2 separate regions of the Mus musculus genome follow, and region 2 is linked to region 1. The links are chromatin contacts, called in public HiChIP or PLAC-seq maps. All regions are on one chromosome and are shown on one strand. Each heading gives the region's core, a stretch centred on a gene start, on an enhancer-like site or on the middle of the called end of the contact. The rest is flanking DNA. Distances are from core to core; before and after follow the strand shown. Region 1 has its middle 50 kb from the start of Mmrn1. Region 2 has its middle 100 kb from the start of Mmrn1.

What was found. HiChIP or PLAC-seq counts read pairs in DNA pulled down with a chosen protein or histone mark.
Region 2: a contact with region 1 is called in an H3K27ac HiChIP or PLAC-seq map of embryonic stem cells, with 20 read pairs. The contact joins two enhancer-like sites. A contact is called at or near these places in 21 of 484 Hi-C or Micro-C datasets (the HPC-7 cell line, cerebellum, embryonic fibroblasts and 4 more), 5 of 115 datasets of contacts at active chromatin or transcription factors (bone marrow-derived dendritic cells and embryonic stem cells) and 1 of 9 other capture datasets (embryonic stem cells).

Annotation. Positions count from the first base shown.
Region 1 is chr6:60,992,382-60,995,960 of GRCm38.p6, reverse strand. No RefSeq gene overlaps it. Among named protein-coding and RNA genes, the nearest start is that of Mmrn1, 50 kb to the right of the region's middle. Within about 2 kb of position 1,665, at least 17 of the 459 cell types and tissues checked have an H3K27ac peak or open chromatin away from gene starts, as enhancers often do. A contact at or near this core is called in embryonic stem cells, where this site is marked.
Region 2 is chr6:61,046,435-61,050,141 of GRCm38.p6, reverse strand. No RefSeq gene overlaps it. Among named protein-coding and RNA genes, the nearest start is that of Mmrn1, 100 kb to the right of the region's middle. Within about 2 kb of position 2,336, at least 8 of the 459 cell types and tissues checked have an H3K27ac peak or open chromatin away from gene starts, as enhancers often do. A contact at or near this core is called in embryonic stem cells, where this site is marked.

The DNA of each region.
Region 1 (3,579 bases), core at 416-2,915:
AAACCTCTTAAATTTGGACTTTTTCCAGAGTTTTGTATTCAATTGGCGTGCTAACCTAGAGAAACGAATGCAAATTCACCATGTTGGATCGTAGCAGGTTTTGTGGAGAATTCACAATAAGCTGTGGTAAAGGCTCCAAGGAATGGTACTTAATAACCTTTCTAGGACTGATGCAGCCTGTGTGCGAAGCCCAGGAGAGCCACTTGACTAAATAGCACATGCCAGCAAGGCAGGCCTATATTTCACTTTAATGTGTCTCACGTGTACCCCAGATAACAGATGGGAGGTAAATGCTTTTGATTGATGACATTTTTGCTACATTTGAAATTGGCTTTGATGATGACAGGACGCTACTCACTATTTTTCTGGAATGAGGAAGGACACACTAATAAAAGAGTAGTTTTCATTGAAGGAGCTGAGGGAGGTTCCTACTATGTTCATACTCAGCAGACAGTGCATGATAAAGCTTGTGTATTGTATGCGCATATGTACTTTAACTAGTTTCATAATAGTTAATAATAAATGAGTGACAATTTGTTATATAGAAGTGATAGGGAATATATTATATACATATTTAATATGCATGTATAATGAATGACATTTTTTATAAATGAAGTATATAAGATATAAAGTAAATGTTTGTGTAATTTAACTGAGTATTTACAATTGCAAATTAGAATTCTTAGGAATAGTATATTTTTTTGAACAAATAACACAATACCAAGAAGATTAAATAGCCAAAAACAACAACAAAATCTGCATGCCATATTTGAATCACTTGTTACTGTCCAAATAAAAGTAGCTCATTCTTTTGAAATGAGATATTTCTCCCTTGGATTGGTAGAATAATGTGCGAAAGAGTATATTTAAGCACAAACGGTTTTTACAAACACTTGTTTCTTTAATTTATTAACTAATTAATTATGTGTGTGCGCACGCGCGCGCCAGAGTGCATTGAGGACCTCTTAGAAGAGGTCATCTGATCACCTAGGACAGGGATTTCATAGGTAATTGGGAGCTGCCATGTGGGTTCTGTTGATCCTCTGCAAGAGCAACAGGGCCATCTCTCTAGTCCTAACAAAGGATTCTTAAAATAGGAAATCTCAATTCTCTGGACTACAAGTTTGGCCAAAAGCAAAAAAGAAAGAGGAGTCCCTAAGAAGATTAACTTTTGCCCTTCTGGAACGTGAAGGAAGCAGACTGAGGCGAACAGCTTCCTGACTCTGGGAGTGTCGCTCAGCACATGCGTGCACCGACTCACGGGATATTTGCTTTTAGATTGTTATAGATAGTTTTTCATCTCCACCATGTTATCTATTAAGCATGCGTGAGAGAACGGTGTCAGAAGACAGAATCTGGAAAATACTCTGGGTCTCGCTGAGCAGCATGGCAGGAGGAGTTCTCCGTGACTGACTCTTCAGCTGGAGGAGGAAGAAGCCCACTGTCTCTTTAGAACTCAACCCTTTTGGGATGACCCACACATACGGTATATTCTGGATATGAAAAAGTGTGTGCTTGTATTTTCAATTATTAATTGGACGCGGCAGCACCAGGTTAGCAGGGTATGTAAATGTCACTTCCTCACCTGCCTTTGAAAGTAAGGCAAGCTGGGGTGCAAAGGTGACCTCCCCCGTGTAGCCCCAGAGCTAACCAGTTGAGTAAGGAATGTGGTTATTTGCATAATAAAGAGCTGGTGGCAGCCAGTGCTTGGGCGAGAGGGAGAGAGAGGGAGAGAGAGGGAGAGAGAGAGAGAGAGAAAGAGAGAGAGAGAGAGAGAGACAGAGACAGAGAGAGACAGAGAGAGAGAGAGAGAGAGACAGAGAGAGAGAGAGTCAGGCAGACGCAGAAAGACAAAAGGTAGACAGGATTGAGCTGGGGAATAGGCAGTGAGAACCATGTGGAGAGACACGCAATGGCAAGAGAAGTCAGGTTAAGTTAGAGGCTCACTGAGAAACTGCCTCAGCAAAAGGCCAAAAACCTTAAACTATGTAGATATCTCTGAGTCTTTACTACTAAACTTCAAGCAAGATTCTCGAAATCCCTGCAAAAGAACATCTCCCTTCCACCTTTTCCACTTTGTGCTGGCTTTTTTTTTTTTTTTTTTTTTTTTTTTTTTTTTTTTACTAAAAGAATCCTTTCACTATGGCAGAAAGTTGCTTACATTATACTTGTTAGGTATATTGTAAGTTATAAGCAAACCCAACCAAGCAAGTTCAAGCAACTCAAGGTATTACCTCTTAGCTCTATTTATGTGACATTGTTACCTTATTTTCTATTCCACAAAGATTAATGTTAAGACAAAACAAGGTCAGTCTCTCAAGTTCCTCCTCCACAGGAAGTCTCAGATTTGCTGGGCCAGACAGCCAAAGATTGATTCTGCCCTGGGACCAGTGTTCCCAGTGAAGCCATCAACATCACAGAAACTCAGTGAAGTTGGTGACTGGGTAATGGGTAAGTCTGCCATTTTAATTGACACACGGGCCATTTAGATTACAATATATCCTTCTCAGTTCTCTGAGGCGGTTGAACCCAGTGATCAACCACCTGTATCCCATGGTAAATAATTGGATAGGAAAAGTTTATGTAAGGTCTGAGGATACGAAGGCTTTGGGGAAGGTGTTTGAGGGTCTAGAATGGTGTTTTGAAGTTAGGAAACACACTTATGAAGGGCTTATCTTTTTGTAAACCTAAGAAAATGTAAGCTTCAGGGAATCCACTCAAGTCCACCTCAAAATTGATCAAAATTGACTCAAGATAATTACTGTCAATTAACAAACATCCTGTTTCTTTCCCACCTGCCTATGCTTGAGGGTGGGATTTATTTCCCTGGTCCTTGGAACCACCACCACTCCTCCAAGTCCCAAGACCCTGCGCTAAGAGTTTCAAACACATATCCAAAAATAAATAAATAAATAAACAAATAAATAAATAAATAAATAAAATAAAATAAAATAAAATAAAATAAAAAACCTTTTTCTCCCTAAACCCCTTAACTTTATCTTCTGCCCCTAATATCCAGGTGTTCCTCCTGAACCTGTGTCCAGAAAAGCTCCAAAACAGCTACCTACAGGTACTCCTGTCTACACTCACAAAGACTTAAAACTGGATGTGCACTTTCCTAACAGCCAGATGGTTCCACAGGTCCTGGACAGAAGTGAAACAACCAGCTCTTCCCAACATTCCAGCTTTTTGCCCACATCTCCAAAACAAGCATCCCAAAGTCAGCAGGAAATAGTCATAGGCAATTGCGTCATCCCTTATTTATTTTTTAATCAACAAAATGCTTGGACATTTGGTTTTAGACCCCAGGGACAAGAGACTAAGGTACATATTTTACATATCAAAGCTGACCTGGCCTCCATGTTCTCCCAGCTTACCCTGCTCTAACACTGAACATTCCAGCCCAGGGTAGGGCTGCTTTTCTCCCAGAGGCTCTGTCTTATACAATCAAGAATTCTCTCTCTCTCTCTCTCTCTCTCTCTCTCTCTCTCTCTCTCTCTCTGTGTGTCTCCATGCCTACCCTTTCTCTTCCCCTGCTCCCTGCCTCTCCCCATAATGATTCCCCTTCCTTCAGTCCTT
Region 2 (3,707 bases), core at 1,087-3,586, 54 kb before region 1:
TCTTTTACCCTAGCCAGCTTTTCTTCCTTTCTTGTAGCATTATGCATTAGTCCTAAGTGCTTTCTCAATTCTCAGCATTCATATATATCTTTTGAGTCATTGGGACTCTGATCATACTATTTGCTTCCTTGATGTCTATGAGTAGATTTTCAAAACTATTAGACAAAACGTAAATGATTTATGCATTCATACATGCCTTTCCATGATCTGGCTTCTTTTCCTTTCTCACACAGCTGTGTTTTTCCTTCTTTCCTTCCTTTCTCCTTCCAGGATATGCAAGGGTCATTGATACCCCAGATTCAAATAGTATATAAAATAAAAGAATGTTTTATTCTGCAGAAGTTCAACATGCTGGGGTCCTGCATTACCAAGATAGAGAGACCGCAAAGTGGGCTCACAGGTCCAATTTAAAGCACATTGGGGGAATTCCAGGGTAGGTAACCTCTATCTTAATCTGTTGGGTTCATCTCTCTAGAAATTCCAGAACCATTACCAGGGAGTGGGACTGGAAACTGTTGCTGACCCCCATCCTTGCCTCAGCCTAGGTAGTGGGGCAGCTTCTGACTAGCTGCTGGAAGCCTGTTTTGTTTTTGGTTTTGATTTTGTTTTTGTTTTCATTTTCATTTGTTTGCTTTTCAGTAACTGACTTTCCTGGGCTTGTCTGGACTTGCCCAGTTCTTGGAAACAGATTTAGGCCTAGTCTTTTGTTTTTGTTTTTGTTTTGTTTTAATTCTTTTTTTTTATTAGATATTTTCTTTATTTACATTTCAAATGCTATCCCGAAAATTCCCTGTACCCTCCCCCCACCCTGCTCTCCTACCCACTCACTCCCACTTCTTGGCCCTGGCAGTCCCCTGTACTGGGGCATATAAAGTTTGCAATACCAAGGGGCCTCTCTTTCAAATGATGGCCGACTAGGCCATCATCTGCTACATATGAAGCTAGAGAAACGAGCTCTGGGGGTACTGATTAGTTCATATTGTTGTTCCACCTATAGGGTTGCAGACCCCTTCAGCTCCTTGGGTGCGTTCTCTAGCTTCTCCATTAGGGGCCCTGTGTTTCATCGTATAGATGTGAGCATCTACTTCTGTATTTGCCAGGCACTGGCATAGCCTCATACGAGACAGCTATATCAGGGTCCCTTCAGCAAAATCTTGCTGGCATATGCAGTAGTGTCTGGGTTTGGTGGCTAATAATAGGATGAATCCCCGGATAGGGTAGTCTCTGGATAGTCCATCTTTTTGTCTTAGCTCCAAACTTTGTCTCTGTAACTCCTTTCATGGGTATTTTGTAGATCCAGCAATATTTTGAAGATCCAGCAATACCTCTCCTGGGCATATACCCAGAAGATGTTCCAACTGGTAAGAAGGACACATGCTCCACTATGTTCATAGCAGCCTTATTTATAATAGCCAGAAGCTGGAAAGAACCCAGATGCCCCTCAACAGAGGAATGGATACAGAAAATGTGGTATATTTACACAATGGAGTACTACTCAGCTATTAAAAACAATGAATTTATGAAATTATTGGGCAAGTGGATGTATCTGGAGGATATCATCCTTAGTGAGGTAACCCAATCACAAAAGAAGTCATTAGATATGCACTCACTGATAAGTGGATATTAGCCCAGAAACTTAGAATACCCAAGATACAATTTGCAAAACACAAGAAAATCAAGAAGAGGAAAAGCCAACGTGTGGATACTTCATTCCTCCTTAGAATAGGCCTAGTCTTCCTAACTGCCAATTTGAAGCCTGTCTTGAAATCAGCCTATCTCATCCCTCTCAAATCAAGGCTGTTCTCTCATATGGTAAGATATTTATTGCTGGAGTCTCACCTGTGTTAGCTCTTTTACCTTGCCCAGATTTCTTTCTTTCTTTCCCATTCCCCAGGAAATATATAAGTTATTTCTATGCTGGTAAAACAAGCTAATTCAGATTCAAATATATATTAACATAGGTTTATTGGGAAGCTGCTCTTCAGTGGGTATTGGGGCCAGCCTGTGGCTCTCATATCCGGGTTCGAGCCTGGAAGGCAACTTGGAACTGAAAGAAAAGAAGGAGCCTAGGCAGGTTGAGAAATAATGGAACCAAGACAACTAGTCTGCTCAAGGTTCAAACGTTTAATGGTGGACACGCTTTACAAAGGAGGGGGGAGACCCATTCCTGCCAATTCATCCTTGGAGCCTGGAACCAGCTGCAGGTGATGACGTGCAGGATAGGGCGTAGTCTCCGGAATAGATGGTGGGAGGGGGCTCTCAGCAGGTAGCAGTATCTTGAAGAGGAACAGCTTCAGTGGCTGAACAATAGAATGATCTAGGGAGGAAGGCTCCACCCTAGATAATCTCCTCAGTGGCAGCAAGGTCAAGTTCTGACTCAGCCTGCTTTAGGCTTGTTGGAGGCTACATGTGGGCAAGTTGAATGCCCGCAAGGAAGGTGGCTAGATAGGAAAATCACCATGGAAAGGGAGAGAAAGAAAGTGCTCATAGAGAGAGGGAGAAAAAAGAGATGAAGGGTGGAGAGTTCAAAATATCTGGGTTATATAAGGAAGGGCAGCACAGCCCCTGGTCCGGAAAGTTCAGGGTAGAGGGCCTGGTACACCAGGTAGGGACTGAGAGATGCTGGGAGAAACTGAAGGCCAGGTCTGTTTTTGTCTGTCAAATATGCACCTTAGCTGTTTGTTCCACTTGGGTGGGATTTAGGAGGATGGTGTCCGAAACTCAACAATAAATGCAGCAGTGATAGAGAGTTTCTTAGTGCCTCATACAGTGGCCAATATATACTTTGTTCTTGCAGAGATATAGTTTTTGCTTTTAATGAAAAGAAAAAAATAATAAAAAAAGACCATGACTGCTCCTAGGTATGGTGGAGGAGAAAATTTCTTAGATAAAAGAGCATAACTATAAAAGAGACACTTGGCAGAGTCCAAAGTGAACATGACCCTGAGCTGGGCCATGTGAGGAGAGGTTGGAGGGAGAGGGAAGAAGAGCCACTGACCAAGAGAAGTGGCCTAGGTCAAGAGACTGACCAACAGACCAGAGGGTGAAGAATAGGCAAAAGAAACAGGAGAGAAATGGCTCGATCATATAGGGCAGAGCATCTGGAGTAAAGACAGCCTAGCCCCGGGGCTGGGGAAGTTGAGGATAGGGGTAAAGAATGCAATCCTGTAAGGAAGAGATGCTGGGAGAAACTAGTGGTCAGGGTCTGGCTTGATATCTCAGCCATTTGTCCCAGATTTGAGACCTGACACTTGAATAAAGACTCTGTTTGTGGCAGTTACAGCCTGTGACTCTGGGAAGGAAAGGAAATCATTTGTTTGCAAATGGTGCTGTTCATGTTTCCTGCACTTTATGGCTGTTATTTTAACTGGTGTATTTGGCTCACCGACTTTCTGGATTCAGATTCCTATAATGAGGCCATCTAGGAATGAGGGAGGAGTTGAGAATGAATGTGGAAAAGGGATGACTTGCTTCTATGGCCTGGTGGATAATGGCTGGAGCAAGGGCAAGATAAACACAGGCTCTAAAGCAGGGGTAGCTGCCTGCTTAAATGCTTCCATCTTGGCTGTGATATTCATGTGAACAACCAACAGCATGGCTAGCAAACTCCTTGCCTTTCAACACAGGAAAGCCATTGCTCCTTCTATATCAAGAAACCTTGGTAATTTACCTAAACCTACTGTATTTTGCCATCATCTGTTTGAAAG